Regions from separate parts of the Mus musculus genome. Here regions 2 and 3 are each linked to region 1. Evidence: chromatin contacts called from public Hi-C data. All regions are on one chromosome and are shown on one strand. The core of a region is the stretch at or near the end of the contact, and the rest is flanking DNA. Distances in the headings are between cores, read along the strand shown.

The links. A called contact is a pair of places that touch in the nucleus more often than the background predicts.
Region 2: a Hi-C map of cerebral cortex shows a contact between it and region 1, with 8 times the contacts expected there. A contact is called at or near these places in 13 of 484 Hi-C or Micro-C datasets (the N1E-115 cell line, bone marrow-derived macrophages, cerebellar granule neurons and 9 more) and 6 of 130 datasets of targeted methods (the NIH/3T3 cell line, embryonic basal ganglia, large pre-B cells and 2 more).
Region 3: a Hi-C map of the N1E-115 cell line shows a contact between it and region 1, with 4 times the contacts expected there. A contact is called at or near these places in 1 of 484 Hi-C or Micro-C datasets (the N1E-115 cell line), 3 of 130 datasets of targeted methods (astrocytes, bone marrow-derived macrophages and memory CD8 T cells) and 2 of 9 other capture datasets (liver and macrophages).

What each region holds. Positions count from the first base shown.
Region 1 is chr19:16,597,360-16,600,129 of GRCm38.p6, forward strand. Gna14 (guanine nucleotide binding protein, alpha 14) reads left to right here. Exons shown (of 7, transcript NM_008137.4): 3 at 1,581-1,735. Among named protein-coding and RNA genes, the nearest start is that of Gm41811, 15 kb to the left of the region's middle.
Region 2 is chr19:16,028,317-16,031,016 of GRCm38.p6, forward strand. No RefSeq gene overlaps it. Among named protein-coding and RNA genes, the nearest start is that of Gm32026, 34 kb to the right of the region's middle.
Region 3 is chr19:15,923,482-15,926,359 of GRCm38.p6, forward strand. Psat1 (phosphoserine aminotransferase 1) reads right to left here and starts at 1,578. Exons shown (of 9, transcript NM_177420.2): 1 at 1,383-1,578. The coding sequence starts at 1,442.

The sequences.
Region 1 (2,770 bases), core at 137-2,636:
TGAGAGCCTGGTCATCGGTGATGTTTCTGCAACTGCTGGCTTGCTCCCAAACTCTTCTGTCTTCCAGTCTGACTGCTTCTCCCTGAGACTCTTAAGACCAGCAGGCTCACTTTATTCATCTGCTTCCTGGGCATACATTGATGCTGACCAACCTTCCCCCTCCCCCATCCCTCTATTCCCCTCATCCTCCCCCACCCCCCCTGCCATGTAGCATGGCAGTGCCCCACCCAGTCCTCTGTCAACTGTTTGGCTTTAATTCTCAACAGCAAAGCTGGACTTCATTGTTAAATTTAAGAAAACAGCCTATGGTGCATGACATGCAAGAAGGGGCGGAGTTAGCGAGGTAACTGGCTGAGAGGCACCACCGTGAATCCCCAGATTCCTCTGTGGACTCCCCCCTCTCTGCAAGGCGTCTCCCCACACTAGTCATATCCCATGGCTGTGGATTTCTGACATGCTACATAGATACATGTGCCACATGTGTTTATTGAGCTCACATTATCAAAGAAAGCACCAACTGCTTGCAGAAAAGGAGCTGAACTCTTGGATAAAAGCACAAGTGAGATTTTTTACTCTGCTTTTGTGGAGTTTTCCCGGACTTGTTTGAAGACAGAGGCACATGGCCACTTCAGATGTAGAGGGTAGAGGGCAGTCATAGGGCAAGAGGAAACAACAGAGCGGCAATGGGAAGCCAGAAGGTTGGGGACAGTACCTATGCTCTACTCAAGGCCCTCCAGGACCCTGGATCACGCTCTCTGGCTAAGGACAGTGGAAGGAATCACATGCAGAGGTTCAGGTGCGATGGATATGCGCTAGGATTGCAAGTGAGAAGTATCCACTGGGCATACACTCTCACAGAGCTCCTGCCTGTAATCCTTAGTGTGCTAACGGAGTAATAGCTACAATAAACACTGTCTAGTAGTTGTCGTGCAGAGCAGGTGATCTGGGAGTGGTTCCTAGGTGGGAAAGAACTGTGCGCTGATTGATGCACAGGACTACGTGGCTGGCATATGGGAACTTTCTGTTGAGCTGAAGATTTCTGCTGAATCTTAATGCTGCTCTACAAAGTAAAATCTACTTCAAAGAAATACAAAGAAAAAGAAAAGGAAAAAAAAAAAACTTAAGAGGGAGAAAAAGGGCAGGGTGACAGTTGGCACTGATTTTTCCGTTTACAGAGAGAGTGTGTCCCTGTTCTTACACCTGGGGCCAGTCCACTTCTAACCAAACAATCCTGGTTTGTGACTGATACAACAGTTTATGTCCATTGCTGGCTACATAGATGTTGGAATGAACAGAAAGTGGGAAAAGTGAAAGTGGCTACAGGGCGTGGGTGTCTCTGTTCACACCTGGGTGCCGGGTCTGAGCAGCTGCCTCTGCTATTGCTGGACTGGAGGCGCAGGTCTAGTGCGGTCTGTTTCACGTCTCTAGACTGAGCAACCAAATCACCCCGCCTAGTCTTCTGGTTTCTGAGGGTTTGGCTGTGCACAGCCCAGCACCTGTCAGAGCCCTCCACCCCAGATCATCCCCTTATCTGTCATGCTTTTCTGTGCTCAACGTGGTATTTCCTTTCCGTTGGACAGGAAAATGCCCAGATCATCAGGGAAGTGGAAGTAGACAAGGTCACTGCACTCTCTAGAGACCAGGTGGCAGCCATCAAGCAGCTGTGGCTGGATCCCGGAATCCAGGAGTGTTACGACAGGAGGAGGGAGTACCAGCTGTCAGACTCTGCCAAATAGTGAGTACTCAGCCGGCAGCTGCTGCTAAGCCAACTCTGCAAGGCTTCACTTCCCAGGAGGCAGAGAGGCAGGGGGTGTGGGTGGGGGTGGGTGGGGGAGTGAGGATGTGTGTGGGTGGGTGTTTCCCCTGACCTCCTGGCCTGCTTCTTGGCCTCTTCTCCCCTAATTCTCTGTCCCAGATGTCCCTTGGGGTTAGCAGCCACCTTCTCTCACCCAATTAAGTTGGAGATTCCTTTAGTGGAACGGATCTAAGTTTTGGAGCAGAGGTTATGATTTAAGCAAAGAACACACCTGCCTGTGGTTTTTCCGCTTTCTTCCTCTCTGTATCCCTCTGGAAACTGCAGGCGGGCTTAGGCTTTGCTTAAATTGGTTGCCGATCTTGTAGTGCCCTCTAGTGATAGACATTGGCATTGCAAGACCAGCACACAGGCCTCTCGGCTGGCTTATTTGACCCTCTCAGAAAGTCAACCACTTAATGTATTTGGGATCCATAAAGCTTTAGATTTAAACCATCAACATCATCAAAATTTCTATCGCATACTATCTTGGAGATATCACAACATTTCTTCTTTCTTAAGAGTCCCCTAGGGCTGGCTGTGACCCACAGGTGACTGAGCACACAGCTTACTTCTTGGGGTTGCAGCTTGTTTATGCTCCTGCAGTTTGGTTCCTCCTCCCAGGACCACGAAACTCCCCAAACCCACTCCGTTCCTTTTACATGTTGGCCTCTTCCTGAACTAGCTTGGACTGGACAAAGCAGCTGTCAGGGAAGGCATCGTTAAGGCCCATGGCTTTTAATGACTTTGCCTAGACATTTGTCCCATGCAGCACTCAGTTCAATCCAGCTTGGCACAATTGATCTAATTACATCAGCAGAAAAGCACGATGTCGGGGGGCAGGGTGGGGGGAGAAGGAAAGAAACCACTAAGACGCTAGACTGGCAGCAGAGAGGGGAGGAAGCTAGCCTCCCAATGAGATGAGCATTCTGTCCAAAAGCTAGTGGGTTCTCCTGTTTCCTCCCAGAAGCGGCCCAC
Region 2 (2,700 bases), core at 100-2,599, 570 kb before region 1:
TTTAAGTTCACTGAATCTGAAAAGGTGCACGTCTTTATTTTTCCCACATGAAAAGCAAGTGCAGAGAGGGCCAGCCATTTGTGCAACGTGTGCAAACTGGAAAACATTGCTTGGATGCCCACCACACCTCCCTCTGTCGCCAGCTTCCACCACACCCTCCTCTGTCGCCAGTGCCCAGATGCCCGCCACACCCTTCCCGGCCACCAATTCCCACTATATTGCTCTTCAGAAAGCACTCAATCTCTGGGTCCCTCGGGTTCTCCCATGACTTCCTTACCTCGCTTTGCTGAGTCCCTTTTCCATTTTATCCTCAATTCCATTTCTGCATCTTAGGGCCTCTAGATTTTTTTTTTCCCCTGAAAAACCAACACAGCAGAATGCCAACTACAGTTTTCTCTAAAAAAAAAAAAAGAAAGAAAGAAAGAAAAAGAAAGAAAGACAAACAACAACAACAACTATGGATTTCTAGTTTTTACATTTTTTTCTAGATGTATTGTCTTTTTAAAAATCTTTTAATAATATTTATTTTTATTTTCCTTTTGTGGATGTAATTATGTGCATGTCTGGGGTGTGTGTGCGCATGACTATAGGTACCAGTAGAGATCAGAAGAGGGTGTCAGGTTCCCTGGGGTTGGAATTACAGGCAGTTGAGAGTTGACTGACATGAGTTCTGGGAACTGAACTCAGTTCCTTTGCAAGAGCACTAAATGCTCTTAACCACGGAGCCATTTGTACCAGACAAATAAATCTGTCTGATGTGGAAAGCAGCCATCACAGCCCACCTCTCTGCAGAGAAGCGGTAGAATGCTGACTTAACTTACCCGAAAAGAAATGTTCTCTATTAGCCAGCGAGTAAAAGCAAAACAAAAAGGGAGGTGTTACTTGACTGTTTACACTAGCATTGGTCATCAGGATGCTGTGTTCACTATGAGGCTACCTGATACCACCTTGGCATGGATGTACTGGGAAGATGTGTACGGCTACATGCAACAGAGTACGACTAAAATGTGACCTTGCTACTCCAAGCTTGCAGGTACACTGCGTTGGTTTCGGTTTCTCTGGTCGCCTGTGGTTTCCACCATGACCACTAGGTGGCAGCTGTGGCTCCAAGCTGAAGAATGTCTAGGGACAAAAGCTGGAAATTACTGTTACCGAGGAAGAAGCCCCTTCCAGATCTTTCGGTTATGGCTTGGATATGAAGTGTCCTTCCTAAGAGGCTGTGTTGAAGTCTTGGCTCTGGTCTGATGTTCTTACTGAGAGGTAACTGAATTACAAAGACACTAACTCCATTAATGGGTGAGTCTGTTGATGAGTTCACAGCGGAAAGAGCTTCCCAACTTGGACACGTTCCATAGTTACATAAACCCTTGTGTCTCCACACCCTTGTGTCTGTGTCTCAAATGGCTCAATAGAGACCCAAACCTTTCCTGTCACATGCCAGATTGCTCAAGTAAGTCAAGAGAACTCCAGATTTAAGGAGAACTCTGCTGTAATTTAGGTATCTATGAAAAACAATGGCTTTACTACCTTGGTACACTGTAGGGAGAGTTGTAGGGAGGTAGGACCTTACACAGCAGTGGAGCAAGACGCACTGTCTCTGTTCCTGGAGCTCAAAATACCGGAGTAGGGAATTTTGGGTAGGAAGTAAGTCTGGCTACTTAATTTAAAAAATATATTTTTATTTTATTTTATTTTACTTGGTTTGTTTTCAAGGTAGAATTTCTCTGTGTAGCCCTGGCTGTACTGGAATCTGTAGACCAGGCTGGCCTCGAACTTAGAGATCTGCCTGTCTATGTATCCTGAGTGCTGAGATTGAAGGCCTGTACCACCACCACCACCACCTCTCTCTCTCTCTCTCTCTCTCTCTCTCTCTCTCTCTCTCTCTCCCTCCCTCTCTCTCTCCCTCCCCCCCTCTCCTGTGCTCTAAAAATTATGATTGGCATGCCTTTTTAATAAATGCATATGACTATTCTGGACTATTAAGAGCAATTGGTTCTGTCCTTGTTGTTTGAGCTAAATGCAAGGATTTAGATATAATTTGAATTTGAGGTTGAATCAGGGACCTGGATTTTCTGGGCTTCACCGCAGACCGGCTTGTAGGAAGTTGTCAGAGCACTGTGCCTTGCTGGTCTGTTTCCTTATAAATACCTACTGTGTTTTATTTAAACCATATCCCCACGTCACTCAAGAAGACAGACTGCAAGAGTCACTGGCTCTCTCTGTCCCTTTCCCCAGCATGACCACATCGAGATTTACTGAGTAAACCTCCCCCCTCTGCTTCTCTCTATGAATTTGGCTCCTTTAATTGGCCTGTTGAGGATGGACGACTGAACCTGGTTTGCTTGAGGCAAAGGCTGTGACCCCTAAGTGGATATTTTTAAAGGAATACAATAGAGATTTCACAAAATTCAGCTTCAAATCGAAAATTAATAGCTATACAGAGATGTCCGAATGTGATGTCGCATATACCTAGGAACACAAATGACGATGAACCCAACAGGTCAGAACTGTAAAGCACCACTGCAAATAAAATTACCCAAACTAGGATAAAAAGGAGACACATAGAATTTTTGGGAAGAAATGAAAATATATGGAGGTGGGGGGGGGAGATCCCAGTTAAATTAAACAACTAGAGATAAGATAAAAATGCTTGGATGAAAAATGTACCAAATGACATTAGCAGCAGACTAGACATCATAA
Region 3 (2,878 bases), core at 328-2,827, 670 kb before region 1:
GCGCGTACACACACCCACACACAGACACACCCATACATGAATTTTGAAAGCTTCGAAACTAAATCAAGAAGGCTTACTACATTGAAGTTAATCGCACATGCCTGTAATTCCTACATGCTGACTATTTTTGTCAACTTGACACTGTGGGCGGTGCCACCCCCGGGCTGGTGATCCTGAGTGCTATAAAGACTGAGAAAGCCACGGAGAGCAGGCCAGAAAGCAGCGCCCCTCCATGGCCTCTGCGTCAGCTCCTGCCTCCAGGTCCCTGTCCTCATTGCTTTTGATAATGAACTGTTATAGGGAACTGTGAGTGAAATAAACCCTTCCTTCCACTAGTTGCTTTTGGCCACAGTGTTTCATCACAGCAATAGTAACCCTAAGTAAGACACTGCTCTCTTGGGAGGTGGAGGCAGGAATAGTTCAAAACCAGCGTGCGGTACAAAGTAAATTCTAGGCTAGCCTGTACTGAGAGACACTGCCTTACCTAACCTGGCAAAAACAAAACAAAACAAACAAACAAACAAACAAACAAAAAACCCAGAGCTTTCCAAAACAGAGAGGGATGGGGGTGGGGGAGATCTCCCAGAAGGTCCCACAGTTCTACCAAAGACCGTCATGTAAGATGAACTGCAATGGCTGCAGAAAAAGCCCTGTTCTCAGCTTGTGTCGCTGTCCCTACAAAAGAAAGGCGTCTTTCCCTCTCTCACACTATCCTGTTTCTACCCCAACAGAGACCGTGGTGTCCCGGGGAGATCGCCAGGGTTCAACAAAAGATAATTGTACAATTCTTGGCCATGCCTGCGAGCTGTGGCAAGCGGTTACCAGATAGCAGCTTGGACAGCTGGTCCATGGGCTCCCGGCCACGAGAGGCATCTCATTCCGCACAGCTGGGGTGCGGGAGGAACCCGTGCAGGATGGGACGGGATGACACACCGATCAAGTGAATGGAACTTGGCCAAACAGACCAAAGCCTTTCAGAGTCTGAGGAGACAGGCAGGTTTCCAGGAGAAAGGCTTAAGGGCTGGGTGGGTTCGGTGGAGGCGAAGAGGGAGAAGCCGGCAGCTTTCAATTTCCGAGTTCTGAGGACTATGCTCCCAGCGCCCGGAGCTTAGCCTGCGCTCCCCGGAAGGAAACGTGCCGCCCCGACCGCCCATTCATTCACACTCCTACGCTCGCCTGTGCACGCGGGAGCCGCAGAGGCCACGCCACCAGGAGGCCGGCTGGAAGTGAACGCCCGCGTCTGTGCACAGGAGCGCATTTCGGCCTCAGCAACTATCTCTCCACGGCGGCATCCCTGCTCACCGCTGTCTGTATCTCAACACCCGCATCCCGACGCCCCACATCCCGATGCCCGCACTCCGACCAAACCCCAGCCACCTTACCGAGTGTGGCAGCTTGGCAGGCCCGGGCCCAAAGTTAACCACTTGCTTGGTGGCTTCCATGGTGCTAAGGCGACAGCAGGGGAAGTGGCAGGAGCAGAGACCACGCGAACAGCCCGCGTCTCCGGATGCAAAGGCAGAGCGGGCTTCAGCCTGCTGAGTCGGCGCTCCATTGGTTCGCTGTCTCAGGCCGCTCACTGATTGGCTCTCGCTCAGAAGCTCCCCTCCCTATTGGCCACGCTCACTATCGGAGTCTACGATCAATCAACTCCTCCTGGAGTTTAGAATTTCAATCGGCTTTAGCGGTCAACGCAAGAGAGCAGGGGATTGCACCAGCCACCCGCGTGGCGAGGTGCCTTCTGCCTTCGCGCACCTCTGGGCGCAGAGTCCCCTGCCCTGGCCTCTGAACAACTTCGAGGTGGCGCGCAAACCCATTGCTCCTGGCCCACCTCCAGCTGAGCTGGGCTATGCTGCATTTGTCCCAGAGCCAGTCCCCACTGTTCACCGGACTTTCCTAAGACCCTCACAGACACTCCGACGTAGAGACAGGACACTCAAAGAAGGAGGTGCAGCGTGTAGAAATGGTTGAAGAGTGCGGTCATAGGATTGTGACCTGGTGCACCTGATAATCCCAGCAGGGTAAATCAGGAGGATAGCTACGTGGAGGCCAGCCACACTACGTGGAGGGTCCCTGTCTCAAAAATCACATACGAAGCCTTTGTATTTGCACTTGCGCTCTAGCTCACTGCCCCACGGGTGGCTACGAACTTTGGGGGCAGCCCCACCCCACCCCTACCGCCACCCCCACCCTCATCGCGGACAGCCTCTTTCAAGTCGCTGAGTCTCTGTTCTCTCATTATCTCTTTCATGAACTGAGGAGCAGGAACCTGAATGTTGGCTCTTGTGCAGGAGGTCCTCAAGTTGTGAGGAGGTATTAACGGGAGCACAATATAGTCAGGGCCGGAGGAATGTGGCCCTGAGCCGAGCTGGGCACAGTGCCACATCTGTTCAAACTTTTCCACACAAGTTCCCTTTTCAAAGGAGTTGTGCTGGAGGCTCGCTTGAGATTCTGGAACAAGAAGGCCCCTTCTATGCTAGGGTAGTTCTTTTGAAGTCCAGAACATTTTAAAAGCATTTTTCCCTCTACTTTGCAGTTTCACCCAGATTCCTTTACTATGAAAACATTTTCCCAAGTTCTTTTGTACAATGGATGGCAGGAATAGGCACCGTGCCTACTGAGCGTTAATGCTGATCTCCGCATCTGTGGCCTCAGTTTGACAGGCGTGCAATTCAGCCTTTGAGCATTTGGGCTCTTGTTTGTTTCCCATAACCTGTAGAAGGGGTGTGGCTGTGAACAGAAACACTGCTTTGAGTCTGGGAGTAGTAGAGCAAAATTGTTAGAAAAGGCCGAATAAAGCCAGGTCCACGGCCTTCTTCAGCACCTTAGTTTAAAAACTTACATAGCTGGAGATAGGCGGTGTCTTACTGGGGAGGTAGAA